Linked DNA regions of Mus musculus: region 2 is linked to region 1. Evidence: chromatin contacts called from public Hi-C data. All regions are on one chromosome and are shown on one strand. The core of a region is the stretch at or near the end of the contact, and the rest is flanking DNA. Distances in the headings are between cores, read along the strand shown.

Evidence for each region. Hi-C and Micro-C count contacts between places; a contact is called where the count stands out from the background.
Region 2: a contact with region 1 is called in a Hi-C map of CD8 T cells, with 2.1 times the contacts expected there. The contact joins the enhancer-like site here to the promoter of Smco4 in region 1. A contact is called at or near these places in 6 of 39 promoter capture datasets (the 3T3-L1 cell line, 3T3-L1-derived adipocytes, the HPC-7 cell line and 3 more), 10 of 484 Hi-C or Micro-C datasets (CD4 T cells, CD8 T cells, Th1 cells and 4 more), 1 of 115 datasets of contacts at active chromatin or transcription factors (large pre-B cells) and 3 of 9 other capture datasets (adipose tissue, liver and pancreatic islet).

What each region holds. Positions count from the first base shown.
Region 1 is chr9:15,491,982-15,499,532 of GRCm38.p6, reverse strand. Smco4 (single-pass membrane protein with coiled-coil domains 4) reads right to left here and starts at 6,101. Exons shown (of 3, transcript NM_001359604.1): 1 at 5,904-6,101.
Region 2 is chr9:15,582,309-15,589,812 of GRCm38.p6, reverse strand. It overlaps Deup1 (deuterosome assembly protein 1), which reads left to right. Exons shown (of 14, transcript NM_001373917.1): 9 at 1,722-1,827; 10 at 5,484-5,678; 11 at 7,202-7,288. Among named protein-coding and RNA genes, the nearest start is that of Gm39295, 28 kb to the left of the region's middle. Within about 2 kb of position 2,137, at least 16 of the 459 cell types and tissues checked have an H3K27ac peak or open chromatin away from gene starts, as enhancers often do. A contact at or near this core is called in CD8 T cells, Th1 cells and regulatory T cells, where this site is marked.

The DNA.
Region 1 (7,551 bases), core at 4,852-7,351:
GGTGGGGGTGTGGGAGCAGATTCGCACATACCACCTGTGTCATCTAAGAAAGCAATGGCCTCACTGTAAACAGCACCATCCAAACAGATTCTCCTGCTGACAAACCCCAAGTCAGTGCGTGTTTCCATGTTGCACCCTAGGAGGAACTAAAGAGATCCATGCCTAATATCTGAGCTTTGACAACAGGTCAAATTGGGATTGACATGGTAAGAAGGATGCAAGGAGAGCTGTGGCCTTTCCTACCCTCAACCTGCCATCCTTGAATGCACCAGTTCTGGGCCTTTCTTCACACATATGCACACAAAGTCAAAAGAGAATCCCCTTCAGGCAGCAGAGAAGAGGTCCTTCCCCACAGCCCACTAAGCATCCCTCAGGCAAGCCAACAAAGGGGGCTGGATAAACTCTACCTTCCCAACCAAGGTGCGGCGTGCCAGTGCCTGCGTTAGTGGGAGAGCCAAGACTGGCAGAGAAGCCTGCTCGGTGGAGTCCCTCCGCTCCGGCAAGCAGCCCAGGAATCTCTTCCCTCACTCCCGAAACCCAAACTGTCTCAGTATACAAATCAGATGCCTCATCCAACTGAGCAGTGTTAGCACAGAAAGAGAGAAATCAGCGGTATCCTGGCTAAATGTATATTTATTCTTCCTGCTTGCCAGACCCACAGCCCTGCTGTAGATTTAAACATTTGACAAATATCTTTTCTGATTCTTGGTAATAATTAAAACAAACAGACCCTAATACACACACACACACACACACACACACACATATGCACACACTTAAAAAAAAGCCAGCAAAGAGGCTTTGCTGCAGACATAATAAACAAGAGGTAGGCATGATAGCTACTGTCTGCAGTGCGAGAGCTCTTCTCCAGCATGGGCCTTACTACCCAGTCAAGGATGCTGTCGGTCCTTGTACACCATCGTGGGTGTCAAAAAGAGGCACCTTAGTAAAAGGATGCAAGGTCACCAATTCAAAAGAAAACGTAAGCAGCGAGACGGGCCTGCACATAGCACCCACCAACAGAGACTACTGCACGTGCTGGGAAGCAGTGTGGTGAGGTCTAACAGGTTATCTACCTGCTCCCTCACAAATGCATAGTCCAGATAAAGCCACACCCCACCCGGTCAACTGATCTCCTGCCTGACCAGAACAAGAACAAACAGGAATGCAGTCCAGAAAATGGACAGCCGTAAGCAGGTTCACTACCATCTCTGGCACAGAGTAGGGGCATAAGACGTGTGAACAGCATGTTGCATTTGAAAATTCCAGTCACCCTCGTCCCAGGGCTCAGAATCTGCTCCAGGCTGCAGATTTAGAGGAAGGTAACCTCTCTACTTACAGTTGTTCACTAATCACAGTATACACACCGTTCCTGCTTTCCCCAGCAGCCTCACACAGGCACACACAGAGAACCAAGGACTAACCCTATCACATCTGCTTGGGGATCAGTAATTACTAGAATATAAGCTACATTTAAACCAGGCTTTATCCTTCTAGCAAGTTCCACTTAACTGCTCAGACAGTATTCCTAAGTGGGGCTTGAGAGCCCAACCTCAATTCTGAGAAGCTCCTAGACATAAGGTCAGAGGGTGGCAACAAAGGCCTTTCAGGTCAGACTCGGACAGCTGTCTCTAGCAAGAGCCCAACAGAAGCAATGCCCGCTGCTGCAGGTTCCCTCTCAGCATCTTCAGGACCACAGCTCAAGGCTGTGGGTATGAAGAGCAGGAAAGGTTTCCTCTCTGGACTCCATCATCCAAAGAGACTTAGATCTTCCCATTCATTGTGCACCCTGTGCAGCACAGGGTCATAAGTGTCATGGTTTTTACCTGGGCTCTATCTTGAGACCACTGTATTAATGGTCTCCTCTCCACTAACTTCCATACTCCACACAGCCCACTGAACAATCTTCCTTGATACAGACTTAACCATCTTTCCTTGAGGAAACTCCCAAACCACAAGACAAAGGCTCCCTCCTATCCCCAGCAGAGTGTGCACAGTCCTACCTGCCCAGAAGCGATGTAAACACAGGCCTCGGTTAAAGACTGACTATGTGTTAGACACGAGTCTCTGGGCCATCACGACACCTGTGAGTGACAGCCTATCAAATTCCACAAGCATGCTTCTGAGCCTTGGAGATAGCATGACCAGCCTTTCCCATCCACAGGACACATGTGTCTGTGAGCCATCCCGGCACCGTGCTTTATGGATCACGTGCCATCAGGACTGCTGTCAGGGCCACGGCCTGTCATGACCGTCTAGTTCCCCAGGAGTGAGCACCTTAAGGCTGTCCCCAGCCTGGTTCTGTATACTGTGCTCCTTAGTTCCTCAACAGCTCTGCATAACCAGTAAGAATGAACTCAAGAGAACAGAAGGCAGAGACGAGCTCTGAAGTGTAGAAACTAGGCTATAAAAATGTAAAGGAAACCAAAAGTAACTCATTAAAACAATGTGAGAACGGTGAAGGAACAGGTCAAAATATAAATTCCTGGGATGTTTTAAACCTCATTTGTTTCCACAATTTAAGAGGGTGACATTTTAAAGACTCACAATGAAGCCATTTCCATGATTTAAAAACTATTTCTTTTAAAATATCTTTGGGGAACTGGGAGGTACTTTTATAGACTGACTAGATCCTAATAAAAATCCTGGCGTCCGTCACAACAAACACCCTCTTGGAATTTCATTTCCTTTTCTGCACACAACTGACGACAGAATTTCACTGATGTTGCCACTAAGGCAAGTCACAATCTGCCTACAGCACAAAACTTGAAAGCCCAGCAAGAACGCTTCCAGCACTGGATAGACAGTGGACTGGCATCTGCCTCAGTTCCACTTTAACTACAGTCCCCTGTAGGGCCAGCCGGATTCACCTCTTCTGTGACCTCCCTGCCTCCTCCCTCCTCACCTTATCCAGAAGCCCCACCCCCAAACTCCAATATCTTTTCCTTGTGCAAAAATGGAGAAAAATCTACAAAGTAAGCAAAAGAAAACCAGATATAACCACATCCAACTTCCAACCTGCCCTTTCTGGCTTCTGGTTTTGTTCAGTTCCTTATTGAGTCCATCCGCAGCCCAAGGCCCTGGAATGTTCTGTGTGTGCTGGGCTTGGTGTGGGGAGGCAAAAGCTGGAGGAATTATTCATAAGGACAAAAATGTACTTTAAAAAGCCTTTCTCCCCTGAGGACAATTCCTACTGGAAGACTTAATCAATCCCATTATCTGGAGTGCCTGAGCAAGGAGAGAGAGGAGGGGCCGCCTTCACACTGCCTTTAGTTCACAGGCAAGGGAAAGCAGCAGGCCTCAGGCTTTAGAGGAGCAGACCCCGGGCCAGAGGTGAAGCCAAGGGCTCACACCCAGGCCCGCTAAACTTCCAGGATTGCTTCCTAGGCTGAGTCCAGAGAGCCCTACAGTGCCTAGGGCCCAGCATCCTGGGTCAGAGAGCACGTTGCCTGTCTTCATGTTCTCAGTGAGAGGTCATAACCTTGTACACTAACAGGAATTCCTTTCCCATCACTGCGATCGGCTCTCTGAGTGCAGAGATACTGCTGTGACACAGAACTGTGCCTCTTGGCTTTGCTTCCTCGGAAGCCAGCAAACTGAAGCCCACTCTTCTTCACACAGCCTAAAGAGCATCAGAGGCTCAAGTGGAAACTGTCCTGAAAACATGGTTCTTGCTAATCTAGCCGTCTCTGTATAGTCACATTCATGCATATACACATCACGGATATTTTAAGGACTGAACGGAATTAGTGAAGCCCTGTGTTTTTAAGGTATCATTTCACCACCATCTTAAACTGAAGAGATAGTCATCTACTGCCACTTCCAAGGAACTAACAAAATTGTTTCAAGGATTACTGAGAATGACATGGTCAAATCAAAGCTGATGTAGGTTCTGAAAGCTGAAAATGGAAATGGGCAGGGGAAAAACATTCAGTTATGATAAAGCAAGAAAATCACCCCTCGGGTTGGAGAGAGAGCTCAATGGTTAAGAGCACTGACTGCTCTTCCAGAGGTCCTGAGTTCAAATCCCAGCAACCACATGGTGGCTCACAACCATCTGTGATGTGATCTGATGCCCTCTTCTGGTGTGTCTGAAGATAGCAACAGTGTACTTACATATAATAAATAAATAAATAAATCTAAGAAAGAGAGAGAGAGAGAGAGAGAGAGAGAGAAAATCCCCCCTCACCTTACAAACTAAAGCTTGATCATTAATGAGCTGCTTAGCCCAATTACTGCGATTGCCCTCAGGACCAAAAAACTTTCCCCAGTCCGGGTGAGAGGCTGCCCCAGAAGAAACGGAGGAATAAGATAGAGTACTACATCTTACTGGAATAAGCATACACTATTATGTAAACTATTTGTAGTGGGCTGCACCCAAGCGTACCTCATGCATACATATTTACTATTTGAATGTGGAAGAAATCAGCTTGAAACATCACATGCAATTGGGAAGCCAGCCCACTACATATAGCTGGACCAGAAGAGGTAGCAAGGATGCCGTTACACAGGATACTGAGATGTGGACATGCCCCTCAGGAAGGGCCCCATCAAGCCAGCTGAGCGACCACCCCAGGCTTGAACGCTACAATAAGAAGCAATTCATGCCCATGGATGGCATGTTCAGTATGGTCTCAGCTCTAGAAGCGACTTTATAGCAAAGACCAGTAGCCCATAATACCCACTACCTTCGTGAGTACAGCACTCCAACGTACACCTAGTACCAGTTACGACTTTCTTGCTTTGTGTGTTCAATCTTTTTAGCTCCTGTTTTCTTCAAAGCTATCCTAATTTCTTTCTGGGGGCAAGTAGAAACATTTGTACACATGAGAGACTGCACGTCAGACAAGGCTACACTTCAGGCTATCCTCGGAAACCTCCTCCTGCCTTCTGTAAATTATCTGGCTTTTTTCTCCTATTGCACAGATTAGAACACTGAGGTCCATAGGGCTCACCCAAGGTCATGTCCTGCTGACACATCTAGACTCTCGCAACGACTCAAGAGGCCCATGGCCTGGGCCCACAGCTATGCTCCACTGCACTCAAGGAGGCATGGAGGTGATTTGAATACTAAGCGTATTGGGGACGGGCCATCAAGTTCATCAAGGGGCACCACATAGGTTGTTCTAATAACGCACGGGCATCTGTTGAAACCTTGTTTGGGAAGTGGCCAGCGACAGACAGAAAATCAGAGGCCATGTCTCCTAGCCACACACTATGCCTAGATGTGCTGTGCAGCTTTGAGAAGCTGCTGGCCCAGCCCGGAGAATCTCTTAAACGCTAGGGGGCCGGGAGTTTCGCACTGAGCCGGGAATGAGAGGTTGGGTGGGTGTGCGTGCTTCATGCGGTCCCATCCCACTCTCTTCAAACACCCTGCACATACCGTCCACTCCGCGGCCCGCTCAACTTCCCCAGGACAAACGCACCGCAGTGTGAGGTGGAGGAGGCACCGGGAGGGGTGGTCCTGGAGCCCGCGACGCAGCAAACCACGCTCAGCTCCTTCCCCACGGGGACCCCGAACGCCACGAGGGGCCCCCAACTCTCGGCCGGGCCCCTGGGCCGCAGCGGGGAAGAGGCCAGCCCGTCCCCGCCGCCCCGCTGGGTTCTCCGCCACCCGCCGCCACCTGCAAACGCGCGCCCCTCTGCGGGCCGCGCGTGTCCCCGCGTGTCCGCGCGGGGCCGCCTTCCCACGCGGGGCCTCGGCCGCCCGCGCCGCACTTCCCGCCCGGCCCCCGAGGCCAGCGCGCCGCCCCAACTTTTCCCGGCCCGGCCCGGAAGGCGCAGCGGTGAGCGCAGAGCCGTCCCGCCCGCCAGCGCGCTCCACCCGCGGCGCCCCTGCCCCCAGCACCAGCACGCGGAGGCCCCGCTCGGAGCCGCGCGGTCCCCGCAGCCCCCGCGCCCACCTGCCGCCGCCGCGCACGGCCGGGTACGTGGCAGGGGCCGCCGCTCGCCCGCCTCGCCTCTGCTCGCGCCTCGCGGGCGGCTCCGGGGCGCGGGACCGCGGCTCCAGGCGCCCTCTGCCGCCGGGAAGCCGAATCCTGCTCCCTAACCCTAACGCGGGGCCGGGCCACGCGGCACCCTGCACCCTGCGGACGCCCGGCAGGCCAGGCCGCCTAGCCCGCCGGAGGAGGAGACGCACGCGTGCGGTCACGCCCAGAAGGCAGCCAGGCCTGAAGCACCCTGTGTCAGGGAACCCGTAAATGGCAGGTGGCGGTCTGGGTTGCAAAAGCGAAGTGCTTTCTTGCGTGCTCCACTGCTAACAGGCCAGGTGCACTCAGATGCGCCTCCGCCATTGTTGAGGGGAGAAGGGGAGGTTTAGGGTCCCTGTTCTTGAAAATGGGTATCAGGTTCTACATGGCGGTCCCGCCCTGTCAAGCGGACTGTGACCAGAAGCACTGGCTTCCCCACGAGGTCACCCTTGAAGAACTGTGTTCAGGTAGCCCTTAAGTACATCCATACCTGGCGCAGGTTAGAGAACAGGTTAGTGTCCAATGGCGGTAGTTTGTTCTGTGACCTGTGCCTGGGGTTTATGAGGAAACAAAATACAATCACAGATCTCCTCCCCTAAGGGAATGTTCTGACCTGGGTTTGTTTATTTATAATGTTCAGCTTGTTATAAATAAAATGGGACTCCTTGTCCCTTATCAGTATTAAAGCCCCATAAGGCCCTAAGCTAAATGTTATTAAGGACTTTTAGCCAAACACATTTGGGTTTTAAATCAACCTCTTAAAAGTTGAGACGTCTTAGGAAAGCTAATCTCCTTTTGCCAAAAATGAACTCATCCGTAAGAGTCATAAAACCTTCTTCCTGGTATAGTCATAAAAACCTACTTGCCGGTGTTATATTTGAAGATATACAGAGATCATATACAGCGCTTAGCATAGCCCTGCCTGGTACTCATTCGTATTGTTACTCTTCCAGTGCAGGGCGAAAATACACATGTAAGAAGACTACTGGGGATCTAACGAGATGACTCAGTAAAGTACCTACCACCCAAGCGTTAGCACCTAAGTTCAGATCCCTGCACCCCCATAAAACCTAGGTATAACATCGAGAGAGAGAGAGAGAGAGAGGGAGAGAGAGAGAGAGAGAGAGAGTGTGTGTGTGTGTGTGTGTGTGTGTGTGTGTGTGTGTGTGTGTGTGTGTGTAATCCTAGGGGAGACATTCAGATCCCTGGCCAGCCAGCCTAGCCAAAGGCTGAGGTCTAGGTTCCGTGGGAAACCCTGTCTCAAGAAAACAAGACAGCAAACCATGGAGGAGAGACAGTTGATTTCCACATCTTCAGGCACTTGAGGATACGCACAGAAAGAAATAAAGGCTATTTTTTAAGGTTAATTTTGTTTGAGGCATTGGATCCCCTGGAATTGCAGTTATAGGAGGTTGTGAGCCACTTGTGGGTGCTGGGAGTGAAACTCAAGCCCCCTGGGGGAGTAGCAAGTGTTCTTCTGTGCTCTCTCCAGCTCCTAGGAAGGCTATTTTCCCCCCACTGGGGACAACCTTAACACCACAGGTGGTGGCTCAGTCACTGACCAGCAAGGTCAACCTTGGAA
Region 2 (7,504 bases), core at 888-3,387, 94 kb before region 1:
CCCTAAACACAAAACCATACCTCCTCTATCCATCTGTGTTAGCGTGGTCTCATTTTCTGTCCACCTGTCTACATAGGAATCACATGTTTTCCATTCACTCGGTGAACTTGACAAGTCCAACCACAAAACATGGTTGGCTCAGAACTGCAGCTCGTGAGGATGCTGGGGAAGACTCTAGGAATGGGAACATCCTTTTCTCTCTTTGAAAATCTCACTTAGGGAGAAATTTTAAGGCCACTTTAGAAGCCGATGCTTCATAAGAATGTTAGATGAAATGGAAAATACAAGACATTACTCAGTGAGAAACACAGCACACTGGACAATAACATGAAATCTATATATACTCAGATGATATGGGAAGATAATATGTAGTATGCACTCTGATCGCACAGGAAATAACATGTAGTCTGTACACTGATCATACAAGAAGCATGTTCATTTGCATATACAGGGGAGAGGCTAATGTTCACAAAGGCTGATAGCGGTCAGGCTGAGTACACAGAATGGCGATTGCATTCGTATGCTCTGCTGGGCTAAGGAACTCCGACAGACCATGGGAAGAGTGTATTGGTGGGGTGGGGGATGAGGGGTATGACAACTATGGTGGCCAGAAAGGTCAATCGGCTTAGAAATCCCTGTACCTTGAGGGTATCACCATGACTCTGCACCTTTTGAGAGCTCCTTTATTTCCAGTCTTTAATTCTCTCTCTGCCATTACTGAGATTTTGAGCTGTGGTTTGCTTTTGTGCAGTTTGTGTTTTGGATATTGGGAACCCCCTCAGAACATCTCTGGAGAGCCAGTTACACTCACGGGTGACTCCTACTGAGTCACAGCAGGCACAGTGGTGGCCTCACATGACTTGTATAGCTGCTGCCCCTCCCCGATTCTGCACTTTGTGTTTCCATGATTGATTCTGGCTTGCCCTCTGGGAAAGTGACTCTCACCAGCTGGGCTTCTCTGAGCATCACCCGGGGTCCTATCATTCCTCTCCTGGGACTTTCCACTCCCTCACTGCCCCACCCTAACATAAACAAATGGCTACCATCCCATTTTACAAGTAAATAGCCAAAAAAAAAAAAAAAAAAAAAAAAAAGGCTCATTTGAGTTTCCTTCCTGGCTACATGGTCAGATGTCCTCATGTTGAGCATTTCTGTGGACTGTGTGCCCCCCCCCCCACACACATTCTTCTGACATGTTTCTTTGCCTTGATGCATCAGGTCAGCAGTTGGGTTTATTTCCACTTAGGTGTCTATGCTATTTTATTACAGAAAGCAGTCTTTTCAAAATCCATAGAGATGGCTCAGTGGTTAAGATCACTGGCTGCTTTTCCAGAGGTCCTGAGCTCAATTCTCAGCAACTACATGATGGCTCACAACCATTTATAATGGGACTCTCTTCTGATGTACAGGCATACATGCAAAGTACTCATATGCACAAAATATGTAAATAAATAACATTTAAAATGTTTATGCTCATTTTATTATATAATCAAAATGCCTATTAATGCTCCATTTTCTCCCATTAAAACTGTACTCACTCAGAGACAGAAATAGAAATACTCCCGGGGTCAGAATTATTAGGATTTGCATTTTTTGTAGCTAGCAATGTTGTCAACTATATAACAATATATCTCTACAGCATCCATGATCTACACTAACAACATAATTACCAATTCACCAACTTAAGCTTAAGTGTTGCCTGCTTTATTTGTAATTCGTAGAGTTGAGTCATCATATTCCCCTTCTCCTAAAGAAGCAGAAAGGAAAAGGAAGGAGTTGTTTCCAATGGTCTCAGATCAACCCAATCATGAAAAGGAATTAAGCAAGGTAAGGAATACAAAAGATCCATTCTCCCTGCTCTAGTGTCTCTGCATAAAACTAGCTCTGGACCTTCCCTCGGCCTCCTAAAGTAATAATCTGCCAAGCTGCAAATTCTGACATTTTTGTATGAACACAAATCTTCAGTTATGGGGTGAATTCAATGTAGACGTGTGCCCAGGCTGGTACTCAGTGTATGTGTGACCTTGGGGGACAGACCTACCTGTACACCTTGCCTAAGGGCCCTCGTCTAGGATGTGGTTAGTACTGTTTGGATTACTCCTCCTGGGGTAGCATGAACAAATGTCTGTCACTCCAGATGGAGCACTGACTATAAGCCAAAGAAGGATTCTACTCAAGGCTCACGTGGTGAACCAGTGAGTTTCCTGCCTTCAGAAGTGTGTGTGTGTGTGTGTGTGTGTGTGTGTGTGTGTGTGTGTGTGTACTTACAGAATCATGTGTGATTTAAAGGCAGCTGCATCAAAGAAAAGCCCATGCTGGAAGGGTCGTTCATCACAGAAACTGATCCCTGAGCTCCTGGCAGCCGCTCACTGCAGTCTCCTGGTCCTAGCAACTGTTGACTGCTTAAAGCAGGCTTTGCAACCCTTACCTTGTGGTGTGTTCTGTTAGGTTCCTGAGCCTGATGAGCTCTGCTTTCTGTACAAGAAGAAATGTGTCAGCCCACAGGAAACAGTTACACAACTTCCACCACCACTGATTTTACTGATTTTAAAAATATAACTTTCAGCTGGACAGTGGTGGCACATGCCTTTAATTCCAGTATTTAGGAGGCAGAAGTAGGCAGATCTCTATGAATTCGAGGTCTACAGAGTGAGTCCCAGGACAGCCAGGGCTACACAGAGAACCCCCCCCTCTATCTCTATCTCTATCTCTATCTCTATCTCTATCTCTATCTCTATCATCTCTATCTCTATCTCTATCTCTATCTCTATCTCTATCTCTATCTCTATCTCTATCTCTCTATATATATATTTCCAAAACCTGCTCTTTACTGACATTCCATGAGACTCTGTCATAGTAAAAGGGGTGCCTAACACCACGTATGATTACGCTCTCCTGAACCTCAGAGGCTTCTGACAAAGTCAGAACTACAGAGTAAAATCAGAAATCCTATATGAGTGGGACTCTGAGGTGAAGGAGAGGTCAAGGCACAGATCTTCCAAGCTCCTGGCGGCCCAGGCAGCTGTGCTCTGCAGGGCAATAGTGGATGGCGGAAGTAACTAGCTGCAGCTTCCAGAAAGATCTGCAAAGGGCATTTCCATTCCATTGCACTAACACTATTGAGGGCCATGTGTTACGAATTTTGTGAGTGTTTTTCTTTTGTGGGTGCAGAGCTGTTTTTATTCACTTGTTTGGTGATAAAATTCACATTTTAAAAAGGCCATGTCACTGGAAGCACAGATAAACCAATCTCATTTAGAAGCACATTCAATGGAAGAGCATATTGTTTTAATATCTAACCGTTGGAAACTAATAAAAAATATCTTAATCCTCTTTCAGAATAGCATATTTATTTTCTTAATTTTCCAAGTTTCGTCTTTAAGAGGCTTGTGTTAAAGTATACCACAGAGACATGAACAGTAAAATCCAGACTGTCAAACTGCAGAACAATATGACTGGTTCACCAAAGAAACTGCCAGGAGAATATAAATAGAGGAGGTGGGGACCAAAGAGATTCAGAGGGAGTGAGCAAGGTGGACAGTAGATAGAGGGACTTGCAGCTAAGCCTGATAACCTGAGTTCCATGCCCAAGACTCACAGTGGAGGAAGGGACCAACACCTGTGAGTTCTCTGAACCTCCACACATGTGCCATGACATGCACATGCATATGTAAACACATGTAGTTAAAGAGACTCATAACATATCTAGGTCACATTTCTAGCTTTAGCATAGAGCAGGACCAGATAAGGAATGGGTGGTACCCAGCCTAGGATGCAGCAGATTGGCCTCTGGATACAGGAACTGTGCATTAGCTCATCCTCTTTCCCTGGGTGTCAATCCTGAACCTGGCGTAACCCAGGATGGATGGGGCACAGGTTTTAGAAAGTGACTGCCTTTCACGAGAGCTGTAACTAGAACAAGGTTATGGGATCAAATGAAAAGCCAAACAGACACAAAGACAGGGCAGACAGAAAGAGCTGGGCAAGTCTAATAAGATCCTAATCCAGTTTCACAGACTTGAAAAACATTGGAGATTTGGGACAATTTCACATCTGAGTTCTGCCTGAAAATATTTGGTGATATAGAAGAGCTAGTCATTAAGATGCTATCATGGAATTCTGGGAAGAAAGAGAAGACAGAAAGGAAGGAGAAACCCTTATTCCTTTAGAGATGTACACTGAACTTTGAAAGAGCAAATCTAGTCTCTTGTCACCTTTTAAGTGTCTGAATACATTAATAGAAGTTTCTTTGTGGATTTTTTTGACTTCCTTCTCTGGCTTTATGTCTTAGGGCGCGGTTGATCAGAACACAAGTTCTATGCACCCTCCCCCCACCCCTTTGGCTACATTCTTTGCTGGGAGCCTGTGCCCTGGTTCTCTGGCTCCCATCTTACCCTCAGTATTTTACCTCTCATCTGGGAAGAGCATCCTGATGCAATCCCCACCCCCACACTTAGCTGGGTTATGCACCCTCCAGGACATCCCTCAAACAGCACTTACTACCCTGTGATATCAATGTTTCTTTTTCTCCCCCTGCTCTATATGTGTGTGTGTTCTGAAAGAGGGTACATTCTCTGTGACTCCCAAAAGTGAGAAGCAATGAGTTGGGTCTTTAAAACAATGCCAGGGAGAGTGAACAAGGTGTAGGCAAGGTGTGAGCAATGGGGACAGAGAGCAGAGGGTCTAAGAGGGTGGCCTGGGCTGTTGCTGGCTGGATTTGGAAAGCTGAAGGCGGTAAGGAGGCCAAGTCCAGCAGGTTCTGTTATGAAAAGACAAGCGAAGATGGTGAGGGACTCTAAGGGTTCCGAGAGGCAGTAAGACATTCCTACCGATACAGTAAGCTTAGTGTGCTACAACGTGGTTCTGAGACAGAGTGTGGAGACACCGCTGCCACAGCAGGATTTATGCTTGCTTGCTTGCTTTCTTCCTTTCTTTCTTTCTTTCTTTCTTTCTTTCTTTCTTTCTTTCTTTCTTTCTTTCTTTCTTTTTAAGTATATGTAAGTATAGTCAAGGACCATGAGTTCCGGTCTCAAATCTGGCACGTTCTCTTGTAATGATTCGAGCAAGCTGCTTACCCTCCTGAGGTTGCTGTTTCTCCATGAAGAAGATGATTATGGCCAGACTTTGTGGTGTACAACCATGATCTCAGAACTTCAGAGACCAGAGCATGAGGAGCCAACGATAGGGCAGTCTGGGCTGTGCAGGTGGACCCTGCGTCATAACCACAACAAAGCACTTAGCACCAGTCTCTGTCAAGTCTGTCGGAGAGCTGAGTCCACATGCACTGCACATGACAATAAGACGCTGAGGATTTGGGAGCTGGGAGGAAACTGACTTAGGATGCCACTCGTTGGTTAGCAATGATCAGAAGTAGGCTGTCATGAGCCGCAGCCATTCAGGGCAGGAGGACTAAGAGAGCCCAGCACAAGCTGCAGCTGCTCTGTGAGGGAGGGGCTGCTCACGTCTCTGCTCACTCTCACCAGATGAGAAGCCAGCTCTATCAGGAGGAAGGCCTATGCTCCGAGCAGGAACGGTTGAGGAGTGAGATCTCGGAACTCACCCAGGAACTTCACCAGAAGGAGGTCACTATAGCAACTGTCATGAAGAAAGCTGCCCTTCTGGAAAGACAGCTAAAGATAGAATTAGAAATAAAAGAAAGGATGTTAGCAAAGCAACAGGTATGCATGCTTGAGGGAGAGCCTCTCCAGGCTGGGCTCCTGCTCCTGCTCATCCTAGCCCTCACTCCACTCCGTCAAAAGCCTTGGCGCCTGGTCAGTTAATGCAACTTACCCTATAAAACCCTGTGCTGTGGACAAAGTACCATCAATGACACACTAAGGTCCGACCAGACAGTGCACACCTGTGTGAGCGGTCGCATGCCAAGGTCCTGCAGCTGTCCTCCCAGGTCACACGACCCTGTCCCTTCCTCAGTCTTTTGCTATAGGACCTTTCCACTAAACTTTATTTTGTAGAAAGCAATTCCAGCTTGCTTGAGTCCCCCCCCCCCTTAATGGATTGTCAGTAGAAAGAAAGCAATTCCAACTTGCTTGAGCCCCCACCCCCCCACTTAATAGATTGCCAGTAGTGTTTAAAACATGGAGGCAGCAACATAGAAACCAGTACCTAGTTACTAGGCATCCACTCAGCACCCAACAGTCCTCAAAGACAAAGATCTTGAGGTTCCACATTAAAACCCAGCAAGGGATGCTCGCGCCTGCCTTCCCTCCTGATGTCTTCTTTCCTTTTCCTTGCTCTAACAACTCTGGCCTGCTTTTGACAGCATGGGCTTTATGGCCCTTTCACTCTAAGTCTAGGTGATTTCAGAGCACAAAGCATGAATCAAGACAATTTCCATAAGAGCAGTTCAATCATGTGTATTTACAAAAACAGGAAAGACTGGGCCTTCATCCAGCCATAGGCCGCAGACTGACCAGTCTGACCGCACACAGGAAACCAGCACAGGGCAGTGCACGGCAGGGTGCCTTGCTGTCGATGGTCAGGGACAACAGCACAAGAACGACTCCCAAGTTCATCTTCATACCACCATGCTTCCCAGACTTTGTCAATGAGCATATATCTTATAATTCACAAAAATAAGTATTTTTAAAGCAAAAGTTTTATGTAGAAATGAGTCTTAGATATACAAAAGAGCAGGCCAGGCATCTAGGCATGCGTCTGTCATCCCAACATTCAGGTAGACAACAGACATCAGGGAAAGAAGAAAAAACTATAAAAGAAAGTCATAGGCACACAGGGAACTCGGCCAGAATACCAGAAGGAACGAATTAAACACCGAAAGCCATATACTGCTTACTGTAAATATTAATTGGGCATTGAAGAAGTGTAATGGGCAAGAGTATTTTCAAGAAGGTTTTTCTTAATTGTGATTATAATTCCTATACATGAGAAATGGAATTTCAGATTTGGTAGGGCAAAAATAAATCATGATTAAAGTGTTTTAAATTTCGCACTGCTCAAACTGGAAGAGAGTCAGGGATGGGGGTGGTGGAGGTTGGAGCAAGGCGGGGGTGGGAGTAGGGGGAGGTCTGGGCACAGGGGGAGGGGGGGAGGGGGGAGGCACAAGAGAACCCGACTGGTGGGAGGACTTTGTTTCCCTCATACCACAGGAAGTATTTGCACCACCTCAACGGGGTTTATTAACATGAGTTTTACACGTGCCTTTTATCTGCTAATCTTTCAGGTTTCAGATAGAAGATACAAAGCTGTCAGAACAGAAAACACACACCTGAAGGGAATGATGGGCGATTTAGACCCTGCACGGTACTTGGTAATACGCTGAATTCATTCCCCCAGACTGAATAGGAGGTGGCTTGGCTGGTCAGGGCTGACCATCAGTGTGGTCACTGAGCATGCGTGCCACGAGCGCCAAGCTGCGCACTGCCTACCACAGTAGCTTGCCCAGTTGGGGCACCTGATTTGGGCTCATTTCTGATCATTTCCCAGACACTCAAAGCATGATGTTGTCTGGCTTTTAATCCTGCAG